Regions from separate parts of the Mus musculus genome. Here all the other regions are linked to region 3. A link is a contact called in public HiChIP or PLAC-seq data. All regions are on one chromosome and are shown on one strand. Each heading gives the region's core, a stretch centred on a gene start, on an enhancer-like site or on the middle of the called end of the contact. The rest is flanking DNA. Distances are from core to core; before and after follow the strand shown.

The links. HiChIP or PLAC-seq counts read pairs in DNA pulled down with a chosen protein or histone mark.
Region 1: an H3K27ac HiChIP or PLAC-seq map of embryonic stem cells shows a contact between it and region 3, with 3 times the contacts expected there. The contact joins the promoter of 4930471M09Rik here to the promoter of Iqsec1 in region 3. A contact is called at or near these places in 1 of 484 Hi-C or Micro-C datasets (stem cell-derived neural stem cells) and 5 of 115 datasets of contacts at active chromatin or transcription factors (embryonic basal ganglia, embryonic hindbrain, embryonic limb bud and 2 more).
Region 2: a contact with region 3 is called in an H3K4me3 HiChIP or PLAC-seq map of embryonic forebrain, with 2.7 times the contacts expected there. The contact joins the promoter of Tmem43 here to the promoter of Iqsec1 in region 3.

The regions. Positions count from the first base shown.
Region 1 is chr6:91,438,922-91,442,905 of GRCm38.p6, forward strand. 4930471M09Rik (RIKEN cDNA 4930471M09 gene) reads right to left here and starts at 1,933. Exons shown (of 3, transcript NR_045980.1): 1 at 1,440-1,933. It overlaps 1810044D09Rik (RIKEN cDNA 1810044D09 gene), which reads left to right and starts at 2,066. Exons shown (of 2, transcript NR_038153.1): 1 at 2,066-2,237; 2 at 2,521-2,834.
Region 2 is chr6:91,470,599-91,475,156 of GRCm38.p6, forward strand. It overlaps Tmem43 (transmembrane protein 43), which reads left to right and starts at 3,109. Exons shown (of 12, transcript NM_028766.3): 1 at 3,109-3,300. The coding sequence starts at 3,289. It overlaps Chchd4 (coiled-coil-helix-coiled-coil-helix domain containing 4), which reads right to left and starts at 2,825. Exons shown (of 3, transcript NM_133928.2): 1 at 2,718-2,825. The coding sequence starts at 2,739.
Region 3 is chr6:90,808,134-90,812,401 of GRCm38.p6, forward strand. Iqsec1 (IQ motif and Sec7 domain 1) reads right to left here and starts at 1,990. Exons shown (of 14, transcript NM_001134384.1): 1 at 1,635-1,990. The coding sequence starts at 1,657.

The DNA of each region.
Region 1 (3,984 bases), core at 683-3,182, 630 kb after region 3:
TGAAGGAATACATGCATTTTTATTGTTTACATATAAAATACTGTAAGGGTCAGCCAGTGCTGGCCCATTATTAGCAGTCTTGGAAGCATTCTAAGCATATTCCTAGAAAGTCATGTTATCAACAGTGGTAATCCCTCTCGCAGCATTTTGATGTGTTGTCCTTTTAGGAACCTAAAATTGATTCCCATTTTTTCGCTGTTGAAATTCTGTTTCCAGTTTTTAAATGATTTTCCTCGGTTTCTTTCTATTACTTTACTGTTTGATTTCTAATATTCTCAGGAGGAAGTTTAAATTACTGGCACCAGATCTTTCTTCTTTCCGGGGTACACAGCTAGTGTTACAAATCTACATGTGGACCTTGTTTTTGCTGCAGACCACAAGGTTGGTGACTTGGTTCCATTTCTTCCTCCCCAGTTCCTTCTTTGTCCCTTTTATTTTCAGGAATAGAATCCAGGGCTTCGCTATGCACTAGACAAACACTACACCACTGACCTCCACACCCAGCCCCTTTTTCCAAATTTATTTTTGACTTCTTTTAAGTTCACATTTAGATCTGACTTGCAGTTTGGAAGCTGCACAATTCACAATTTGGAAATCATGGGAAACACAACCAATAACACCTATAAACCAAATCTGCATGTGAGGATGGATGGGGTGGGGGGCTCCTGTCATGCATAGGGAGAGGACCTTTGAGTCTACTGCAAACTCACGGGAGGTACCAGGAGTCTCACCAGATAGGAGAGGCACCACTACCATAAAACAGACCTCAATTGACTTAAACTAGGGATCAGTCTTAGAGAATAGATATGAGGGACAGGATACTAGAATCAGACTGAGAGAATGGTTGGGTGTGTGCCCTGGGGAGTTAGGTCTGTGTGTTTGTGCTGTTTTGCCATTCATCCAATGATGGACACCCACACTGAGTCCATGACTTAACAAGTGCTGTACAGGAGTTTATATTCCTTCAGGCGTGGCACAGTCCTGGGCAAGTTATGAAAGGAGTCAGATTAAATCTCTAGATGTTTTCAGGAGAGGCTGCCAGCCCTAACAGCTGCCACACATCCCTCCATATACACCCCCACCACAGATGATGGCTTCTGTGTAGTCCAATGAGAAAATTTTCTTCTTAGGGTACTTTTTAAAACATTTTTGAGACCTGTATAATTAGTCCATTTGTGTCATGAGAAAACTTCGTTTCAGCTGTTTGTTTTTTCAATAAGATGACTTTCCTTAACAGGCAAAAAAGCAGTACTCATCTTTATTATTGATTTGAGATAGTATATATATATTCAGGAAAGTTGTCTTAATTTCACATTAATTACATACATTGCTTTCCTCCTTTATCTTTATACATAAAATAGGCTGTTGATATATCTTGAAGAATTTTAAAGGATATTAAATGTTTGATTAAAAAAAAAAAAGGAGTTCGTGCTGAATACCTGTTCTCTCAGCGAACACTCACTCAATCACAAAGCAAATGTCAGTGTTTCTTCTGGAAAAAATCTTATCCAAAGTTTACAATCAAAATTACAAATGGATGGGATTAGCTCTTAAACATACTAAAAGATGTATCATAGATGTAAAACCAACTGTTTTACAGTTTTCGAGCTCACTCTCATGTGGTTCCACATACTCTGGTTCCAGGAGTTAGTGCTACGGGGCCTGCTCACTCACCCCACAAAAAAATGAGCGATAAGACTGAGGGCGGGAGGTCATTATGAGCTGGTCGCCCGGGAGGGCGAGTTTGGACCGTGCAGTACCTTGCTAGCTGAACAGGACAGGGTTAATGTCTAGAATATACAAAGACTCAAAAAATGAATACCTAGAAGTCAAGTGATGGGCTACGGATATGAGAATACAGTTCTCAAGAGTGTTCAAACGGCCAGTTCCACCCGAATATGAACCGACAGCTAGAATGCCAAGGTAGCTGCACGGGACCTTCCTGCTAGACTGAAGCGCTAGCAATGGAGAAGCTGGGCGGAGCCTCCAGTGCAGTAGCGGCGACGGCGCGGTTACATGACGTCATCCTGAGGCGCTGGCCAGTAGCGTCATCAGTTTGAGCCGCTTTCCTTGCCTTGGTCCCTGAGAACCGTCTTCCGACCCTTCCTCCTTCGGTGCTGACTGCTCCCGCGGCTCTTTACGCTGAGATGTTTCACTGACTTCTGCCTGAGATCTGGAAAAGGAACACTGCCCAATAGATGAACATGTGTGAAAAATAACTTCCAAGGAACATCATGGTACTAAGTATCAAATGGAAAGGGAAAGCGAGCAGGCATATTTCTGCCATGGCAGAAACAGCTCTCATAGGCTTCAGAAATAGCCTCCTCCCCGCCGCACCCCACCCCCACCCCCGAGTTCGTCTTCCTCCTGATGCGGGAGGCTTGACTCCAGGTGTTGTTTAGTTTCCTTATCAGTAGCACGTGATGGGGTTCACATATCCACTGCCAGGTCTAGTGGTTGCTGCTTGTTACTAATCCCGAGGCTATCCTCAGATCCCTCATCTCTTCCGCTTTCTTACAGTGCGCAGGGACTGTGCTAAACAGAAAACTGTCAGTCACTGCGGGAATGTGCCTCCCTGATCGCCGCGATCGCCCGCTGCCGCAGCTGTTTCTCCTTCACACGCATAGGCTCCCTGTCTTGCATGGGAGGGAGCAGACCCAGGGGACACCAGACCAACTTGAGTTCACATGGGTTGACTATCCACACCTCTCTCCTCTGTCTTTGGTATCCCGTGAAGTGTGCTGTGTCTCCTCTACCCTGTGATTCCTGTTCATCTCAGGAAGCAGCTGAAAGGGTCAGGAAGGTCCTGGGACATTAAACTACTGTTTGGATGATGTTTGTCTACACTCATTTTCTGGGGAATGATGCGGCTGCCAGACCACGTTAGTGGTCAACTGTCAGGAGTCACATGTGTCCTGAGTCCCTGTGGCCTGAGGGCTCCAGCTATCCCTTCAGTTCTTGGCACAGAGATGTGCTCATGACTGCTGAGCAAGGACAGCTCACAAATCTGTCAGGTTCGAGAGCTCTTCTGCTTGACCCCCTCACTACAGAGGAGGCATCTGGGACCTCACTGCCTCTGGATGTACATCCACTATCCCTCTTCCCAAAATCCCCACAATCACACCTGGACTCATGCTTCAGGTTTCTGTCCAAGGGCTCCAGCTCCCTTATGGCTGGTCCTGTGATGAGGCAAACCATCGTGGTGGCTGGTGAGCAGAGTGACTTGTCTTAAGGTGGACAGAAAGCAGAGAGAAGGAAGGGACCATGATCAAAACATACCCATACAAGTCACTTACTTTAACAAGTAGGCCTACTTTTACTAGTTCTGCCATTTGACAATCACCATGTGAAATATCACCCTAAGTAGTTGTATATAGCCTGTAACTCAGGGCCCACAGGCATAACAGGAGCTATGAGTATTATCCAACACATCTGTACATACTGTCAATCACGATGTCGAGATGTGAATGGACACCCCTGGAAAATACCATTATATCGGACACAGTCAGGTATGTGTGTTTCTAAAGTTCCTGGGCATCTCTCAATCCTCACAGCCTGGGGGTCAGTGATGCAGACCATCAGGAGGCCCTGGGAACCGACAGACAGAAAGGACACAAGTTTTCATGTAGCCTGGGCTAGAGTGAGACGCTTTCTCAAAACAAACAAAACCCAAACCCTCAAGAGCTAATGATACAGCCCAGTGGTAGAGCTTTGCCTCCCATAAGCCAGGCCCTGTAGTCGAATCCACAGTCACACATACCACCTCACTTCTCCCCCAACACAAGTGTAGGCAAGTGTGAGCATAAAAGTTACAGAGACTCTTAGGAGGAGTCTGTACATTTCCCCTGTGTGGCTCGGTTTCTATGCCTCAGACTGGGTGGGGGCCCCTCCATTCTGCTGAGGAGATGTGTGTTCACAGTTCATTCACCCAGTTTGTGTTCATTTATTCATTCCCTGCTCAGCACCAGGTCCTGGAAGGTAAAA
Region 2 (4,558 bases), core at 1,859-4,358, 660 kb after region 3:
GCATGCTCACAAAAGTCCAAGTTTGATCCCTGCACTAAATAAAGGAGGCACAGTAGCCCGCACAAGTCCTAAAAGAGGTAGAGGAAAGATTAGGAACTCAAGACCAAGTGAAACCTGAGGCAAAAGGTGGCTCTAAGAAGCCAGTGTTCATTCTCTCCTGGTCTGAAGACTGGGAAGGGTTTGAGGAAAGAGCATCTGAAATGGTCTTCCAAGCCCTGGCAACCCCTGCAGAACCTCAGTGTCTCAGCACAGTTCCTGCTGTCTGTAACTACCCATCCATCCCGGAGTGCTTTAATGCCAACTTCTTCTTGTTCTGTAAAGATCCAAAGTGCCACCTCACTCAGTGCACATCACACTGCAATAAAAAAAGTTTGCTGAATGAACAGAAAGAGGCAGGCTGTTTATTATTAGGAGGAAAGTAAGGAACCATGTGTGGAATTGACAGAAACACCAAGAGCACAAGGCCAGACTGAGGCTTCATCCACACGGTGGGACTCTCTTAATGTCAATGAGGTCTTTAACCTGGAGACTGACTAGATGTATGGACTGTTGACATAACTGTCCAGGCAACCATTTGCCTAATTAGAATGGTGGATAGGCATGAGCCTGGGGTCACTCTATTAAATCCTGAACACCCACAGTATACTAGGCCTTCTGCCATCTCTCAGCTTGGTGGGAGATAATTTCAGTGTGTTTATAGAGACACAAAGTATCAGGGAAGACCTGGTGGCATTGAAGCTGGGTTTTTTGCTTGTTTTCTTTCTCTTTTAAAAAGATTTATTTATTTATATGAGTACATTGTAGCTGTCTTCAGACACACCAGAAGAGGGCATCAGATTCTATTATAGATGGTTGTGAGCCACCATGCGGTTGCTGGGAATTGAACTCAGGACCTTTGGAAGAGCAGTCAGTGCTTTTAACCACTGAGCCATGTCTCCTGCCCATTTCTCTTGTTTTTTTTTTTTTTTTTTTTTTTTTTTTTTTTTTTTTTTTTCCTGAGACAGGGTTTTCCCTGTAAAATAGCTCTGGCTGTCCTAGAACTCAGAGGACTCCACACACCTCTGCTTTCCAAGTGAGGGATTAAAGGCATGTGCCACCACGCCCGGCTTTGGGCTGGTTCTTAAAGGATAAGTTAGCAATTCAGAGAGCTGGAGGAAGAAAGCACCTGACAAAGGGCACAGCCAGAAGAGCTGAGGAGCAGGAGGAAGAACATGAGACTGGAAGAATAACACCGCATGGTCTCCTAAGTCCTTACATACTATTTTTTGGTTTGTTTTTGGACAGGATCTCACTATGTAGCTCTGGCAGGCCTGGAACATGCAATTTATTTTACACTGGCCTTGAACTCACAGAGACTGTAGGTAGCGGCATGTGTTTTTAATTCCAGAATTTGGGACGAAGAGAAGAATTTGAGTTAGGGGCACATACTGAGACTGTCTCAAAAACGGAGAACCACTAAACACATACACACACACCTTTTGAACCAGGAAGAAGACGGGCTCTATGTTGCATTAGCAGCTGATGGACCCATCCTCCTTCCTGAAAAACCCGAGGTCTGTAAATCCATCAAGAGGGGTAGAAATGTTTATCTGCATAGCCTCCTTAACTCAAAGACTCGTCATCAACCTACCAACTAGGTTGGAGGAAACAAAAGTCATCCTAGGAATCCGCCTAACAGTGCTGGGTCAAGGACTTTCGTATGCGGAACACCAAGTGCTAACCAACAGAAACAGTCCTCGGGAGAGGCACCAATGATGATGCTGGGAAGGAGGGGGTTCTACAGCGGACTGGGGCCTTCTAACTGGATGTATGGCCTTGGGTGGATCACTTCCTCCTTTGTACCTCATGTTCTCTAGACTTAAGAGTAAAGGAGCTGAGAATTCTGGGTGAACCAAGTCTCTCTGTAGCTTTGTATTCTCAAGAGCCCTCCAACTCTTTCCTGCCTTGGGCACGTGCTTCGTGAATACCAGAGTAAATGACGCCTGATCTCTCAATTTACAGGAGTGGAAACTAGGGCCTGGCGGGTTTGGCAGCTCAGACATAAGAAGCCAGTCAGTGCTGGGAGACCTTAGAGCAACAGATTGGTCTGGATTCTTCTGGGTTGCTGCTTACAGGTAACAACAGGTAGTGAGTGGTCCTCAACGTGGCTAGAAATGACGGAAGAAAGGAAGCTCTTTCATAGCGGGTCCCGGTTTCGTGACCTGATGTGGGTTCCTGGATCGAGTAACCTGTCTTAATTTTCCGTTTGATAAGACGTGGACAGTAAGGGAACCCGACATATAAAAATGGCTACGTTAAGTTTAAAAGCGTGCCTAGTACACAGAAGGCGCTCACTAAATGCTCCTGCCAGATGCACTTCAGCACGCCCACTCTAGCCCAAGCGGTAATTTTTCGGGATAGCTAAAAAGCCTGGGCGGGATAGAACCACGTGGGGAGTGCTAGGAGCGACGGTGTCTAATTCCTAACAGTCCCCGATTCCCAGCCAGAGACAACGTGCTCCACACTGGCCAGGCCCACGTGAGGCCCTCCGAGGCCCGGGTTCGGGCTTCACCTTGACCTTGGACCGGCCTCGTTCCTCACGGAGCCTCTGCCTCTCTCGTCTGGAAACCGCCGCGTGAGGCCCACTAAAGGGCCCACAGCCGCTCGGTGGAGACCACTTGATCGCGTGTCTCTCGCAGGCCCGTCCCGGCCGGTCTCCATGGCAGCGCCCGACTCACCTTCCTGCCGGCAGTAGGACATGGTTGTTCCCGACAGTCCTCTGCAGCTCGCAGAGGCAGCGGGCGCGGCTGGAGCGGATACACCTTCTCGCCGTGACCTCCCTCGCCGCTTCTCAGGCCTGGCGGGTGGCACTGAGGCCCGCACAGACCCGCCCCCTCCAGGCCTGCCCGCCGCGCGCCTGCCTCCGCGCGTCCTAAGCACCAGAACCGCTTCTCAGTCGAAAACTACACTGACCAGCAGCCCTTGCGCCTCTCCAACTAGACCGATACTACATTTCCCAGAAATCTTGCAGCGCGCACGCGCACCAGTGAAATACAGTGGTTTGTAATTTTGTGGCGAACGTGTCAGACGTCGGACTACATTTCCCAGCAGCCCTTAAGATGCGCACGCGCAGACAACTTGAGGCTTAGGCAGGGCGGTAACTTTTGTCCTGCGTCCCGCCAGGTCCTGGATTCCACGAGAAGTCTTGCAGCTCTGTGGCAGACAGGAGGTCACCGTATTCTGCGTTCCGGTCGTCAGCCCAATTCCTAGCGGAATAGAGCAAGACGGCGGCAGCGAACCAAGCCCACCATGGCAGCGAACGTAAGTGCTTCCTGATGCCCGGGTGACACCATCATCCGGGCCGCTTTTTCCCTGGATCCGCGCTGGGTCTTACAGGGGTGCTACCCCAGTGGGTGCAGCTGCCCTCAGCTCTCTGAGCTTCTCCATCTCGGGCTGCGCGTTTGTGGGCCTCAGCAATTAGTCGAGTCCGCTCGTGCACGGCTGCTTCTTCCACTCCTAGTTTCTCTCTGGGCCCCTGGGGATACGAAACTTGGGGAACTTGGGGAACTGAAGGACCACGGGGAAAGTGTCTATTGGTGAGCAGACTGATGAGGTGATCCTGCCCAGGTGGAACTGTCCAGCAAATGCTTCTTTGGTCTTCGCTCCCTAGGGGGTGTGTACTCAAAGGCTGTGTGATGCTACTGTAGCTGGACTAGCCTGGCTGGATGACGTGGAGAGGGAGACTTTTCTCTGCTGCCGGGTTCCTGGTGCACTGATTTGGTTAGAGCCCCTAGCTGAGGATAGTTCACCCAGACCTCTGGCCTCTTCCTACTGCAACTAGTCCTTAAGAATTTTCCTAGTGAATCTTAACATTCATTCAACAAACGGAGCAACACCACCTACTAGGGGACTGGGTGTGGGAGAAGCCGGTGAGTCACCAGTGCCTCTGGTGAAAGCGCCTCTGAAGCCATCTCAGGAGCACTGCCAGCCCCAGGCACACCCTTACTCCCTCCTTGGTAGAGTGTCACTACAGCCCTCCTTGGGCCTGTTACACCCTCTTCCCAGGCCCCTCCTCAGTCCGGCAGACTTCACCTCCTGGGAGGCCGGAGTTTGTTTCACCCACTGTGCAAGCAATATCTGTTTGGCATATTGTCTGGCCCTGGCAGGGGAAGAGAACCAAAGGTTAGGAATGCTGCACTGGAGCCAGAGGAGAAGGCAACCAGCAGGCCAGCCTGGCAAGAGCAGGCAGACCCCTTCTGATCCATCTCATCAGCGTCATATCTCACCGTTCCCCAGAAGAAGACACCTGCTTGGGGGCTCGTAGCCAGCTTGGCATGCTACATCCCCAGCCTGGGAAGGTGCTGATGAGGGCAGACTTTGGAGACAAGCCCGGAGGCAAATCCAGATTCTTCTACTCTAACTCCTTTGGGTTTACTCTCTCATGGGATCAGTTACTTTGAAATTTGAGGAAGGTTGCTGGGCACAGAGCCTGGTACATGGGAGGTACTTAATCCTTGAAAAAGTTACTCTTAGAGGCTAGCCCACACAGTCTTGGTAGGCAGAGACCATCTTGGATTCT
Region 3 (4,268 bases), core at 740-3,239:
AGCCTCTGGCCCTCGACAGGTTGAATGAACCTTGGAAGCATAAAGGACTCTAAGCAGCGCTCCTGGCAAGATGTTTTCCATGAAAAGTCCAACATCTAGGCCAGTGCACACCAGGTTTTCAGAGGTGATTTGTCCAGTCTCCGTTTCCCCATTTTAAAATGGGGGCAGGGGTTGTCTTCATTCCTGTCCAGGCAAAATCTTTCAGAAGGTGTTCCCTAGCTTTGGAAACAGGCCCAGGGGCCAGCTGCTCTCTGTGAGAACTGTCACATTTCATGCTAATGACATCTTCCCTCCACAGCAACTTGCAGTGGCCTCTGCAAGTTGTCAGTTTTTTTTTTTGACACTAAAGGCTCCTGTGCCATTGAAGGAGTGGCAGGAGGAAGGAGGCTGCTGCCAGGAAAGTACCTTCCCCGAAGGTGAGAAGGTGAGATGAAGTTCCATGCTAGGAAGAGCGCTACTATTTCTGGTCTTGCCACGGAGAGCAAGGACCCTGTGTGGTCCCCTCAAACACCAAAGAACTCACAAGCTTTTCCAGAGCCTCCTGCAGGGGCCCAGCCTGATTATGCAGCTACAGGCAAGGTTTACTTTCCTTCAGGCTCATTAGCATGGGATCCGCCCCTCTCAGGAGGGGAGGAGGCAAGGCCTAAGGAGGGCTCAGAGGGCCCTTGATGGGGCTTGGGGGCCTCTTGGAGTTCAAAGCCAGTCTGAAGAGAGTTTGAATTTCCCAGATGACCTCCTAAAAACTGTTGCAAGCCTCCTCTCCTAGTCCTGGTGGCTGATCCCAATTCAAGAACGTCATGCCTTGCTTTTAAACCTTGAAAGGTCCAAGATTACCAAACTGTCTCTATCAGCTTCCAAGCACTGAGCAGGTAGTACTAGGGCAGACTGAGACCAGACCCAAGTCTCATTCAGTCCCCAGGGCCTAGAGTGCCCACATAGGGCAAAGGTTTCTCTTCCCAGAACAGCACCAGCAGAGCCCCCAGAGAGCCTAGAAGGAAGCTGGCATTTGAATCCCACTGCCCCCTGGGAAGCCTGGCTTCACTAAGCACAGCTTTGCTTCCATAAATACCCAGTCCCGTGATGTCACCACCCTAAGCCCGACTTTCACCACCTCCGCTGCTGGCATCAGGCCCAGCAGACGGGTGCTCAGTACCGGCACATTACACCTGTGCTTGACAGCTGGACACTGCTGCCACCTTCACCTGTCTATGGAGAAGGCCATCTCCTGCCACTATCTCAGCCTGCTGCTGGCCTTCCACCTGGCTTGGGTGCAAGCCATGGGCTTGCTGAGTATCAAAGCTTTCCCTAAATAGGTCTGTCAAGGGCACTGACAAAAGCCTAGACCACGGCCATGAGTCTGGGACCCTCATTTGTGGATGTGGATTAGGAGGAGGGTGCCTGCTTCAGTAGGGGACTTTCACAGCTCAAGGAAGACTTGCTGACTAAGATTCTTTTCCCCCTCATCATCAACAACACTGCCTTTGCCGCAGGGGTACAAACATTGGACGAAAGCTTGCTCCCCCTGGACGCCACCTGCAGAGCAGCCACCCCACCTCCACCAAGCCCCTCACTTCAACATGAGTAGTGGTCCTTTCTGCCTCAGGCTTTAGGATAAACTTGTCTTGCATACTCACAAATAGCGTCTTCGGCAAGCCATCCTGCCCAAGTCTGATTTCCTTCTCTCTCCTGCCTGGGCTGAGGAGGCTCAAGGTGGTTCAGAGGAGGAACAGGATGCTCAAGCGAGGTGGAAAGGAAGAAAATGAAAGCCAAGGGCAGTCACTTTCCCAGGACTGGCAGGTTCATCTAGATATGCTGGATGTAATGTGGCAGGGGGCTCCAAACAGGTCCTCCTACGCAGGGTTTACACTGTGCCCAGAAGCCTGGGAAGACGTCGAGTCACCATGGTCGCCAGGTTGGGCGGGGGCGTCTGCCTCGCTGCTACCTGGGACTTCCTTGGGAATTTTCCCTCCCGCACATCCGGGGTGGCAGTGCGCTGGGATGAGGAGGGGAGGGCTGGAGGAGGGGGGTGTCTGTGCCGGTTTGCTCTCGCAGCATCCGGAGGAGGGACAGGAGTGCAGGAGCGCCCCCTCCTTCCAGGAGCAACGTAGTGCGGCCTCGCTGGACCAATCGCCAAAGTGCTCGTTGCCATGGCAACTGCAGCATCAAACAGGGCCGCCCTGTGGGTGCGGCTGCAAAACCAAGAGCCCTGGCGCTGAGACCAATGAGGTGGCTCCTTCTGGCCCTCACTGGAAACCTGGAAATCTGTTGCTAAAATGCACTCGCAGCCCGAAGAATGTAATGATGGCATTGCTTTCCAGGGCAGCTTTCCCGTCCCTGGCATGGAAACATAGGAGCCACTAAACTAAGAACTCAGGAGATCTTGTGTCCTGGAGTTAGGGGCCATGAGACTTCAGCAAGCAGAGTGTCTCCTGGGAATTTCAGATGTGATACTGTAAAATGGGATCATGACAGTTGTGTAACTGGTTCAGGAGGGCTGACCACATACAGTAACTGACATAGCTTGTTATGCACACATCAAATCCTGAGGAGGCACGAGGGTGGGGGGGTGGGGTAGGTGGAGGGGGTCCTCATTCATTTAGGACTAACAGACACAGGGTGGCCCAGCCAGCACTTTGGCCTGAGTCTTCACTTGCAAAGCTGCCTCCAGGGAAGGTAGTGAGAGTGTGAACCCTCTGGATGAGGGTGGCAGTTGCCAGGCTATTTTCTTTGTTCCATTCTTTTAGCTTCTCAGACCCACTGAAGTTGGGGGAAGAGGGAGGCTTCACTCTTGAGTTCTGTTCTTTTATTACAGAGAAAATGGATCTCAGAGGCAATGAAAAACTTATGGAAGGTTACACAGCAAAGAGGGACAGAGGCCAGATGAGGAGGAACTCATTCATCTGGCGAAGTGTCCTTGTATGCAGCGTAGAAACTGCTGAAGCAGCTGGGTAGCCAAAATACAGGGGGCTCTAGGAATGGCCAGTCTTTCCATGAGAGCCCCCCTCCCCAGAAGAATGCTGTCATAGGAATAATTCAGATTTATGTAGGCTTAGCACATGGTAAACTGGTCCACTCTCTCTCCTTGATTGAGTTGCTCTGTATTTTATCAAGATCAGGATACCACCACAGCATCAGAAGAGGTCCTTCCAGAAATGTGTGTCATTAACCACAGCTGCTCATAAAGGCACCCTGGGGGGGTGTGGGTACTAACACCCCCACCTGTGTGCTTGTGCTTTCAAACTTCTTAAAGAGGAGCTGCTTTTCCCACTCTCATATCACAGACGAGTAAACTGAAGCTGTGATTGAGAACTGTCCACCCTGTGTGCACTCTGCTCTAAAGGCCCCATCCTGGGCTGCTTCTTGTCCTCCTTTTGGACCCATGACATCCATTGTATGCCTGTCTCTTTTCTGGCTGCTCTTCCAGAGAGGCACACACATCTTGATCCTGCTGTATTTTAAAGAAGAGTGAGTGATAAAGACCTCCACACTCAAAAACAGCTGCCAAAGCTTTCAGGCTTTGACAAAGCATTGAGTGCAGCACACAGTTGTTCTCACACCTGATGTTCTTTGCCTGGCACCAGTCAGATAAAGGAAACTCCATAATGTTGACATTCCAGCTGGTCTCTTAACTTGAGACCCCAGAAGTTCCTGAGTTTCAGGAAGCAACAGAAAGTACAGGAGCATGCTATCACCAAGTGAGAGTCAGACTGCTTGGTTCAACTTTGAAGATGTGAACACACAAGGTTTCAGAGTCACAGAAATGGTGTGGCAGACTGCACCTGTCCACTTCAACTGTGACCAGATGCCTGAGGTGTGAGTGAGTGGTAGTCAGCCTTGCATGACTGCCTGCCCCTGGGTAGAATTGTAAGACAGGACCACCCAACAATCTACATGTTCAGGCTGAGGCTGACATAGAGCATTTCATAGCCAGTTTCTGGACCCATGTCCCCATCTCATCCCTACAGTCTAGGAGAAGCAAACGCCTCCAGGGCTGGTTCCAGAAATTTCCTATCTAGGACTTTGCCTCATAGACTGGAAAATTCCAACCTGCAGGCTGATAGGGATATTCAGGCAGAGTGTCTCTGTCTTCCAACCTGTGGCCATCTGTCCCCTAGGCAGGAGCATAACAACATTTGGGAAGAGGGAGAGAAGGCTGCTGGCACATGACAAGGAGATATGCCAGTCTCAGTCTTTCCAGGCAGGCAGCCATGCATCTCAGCACTGGGCATTCTTCACGGGGACAGCAGCCCATCCCCCTTTTAGGCGGA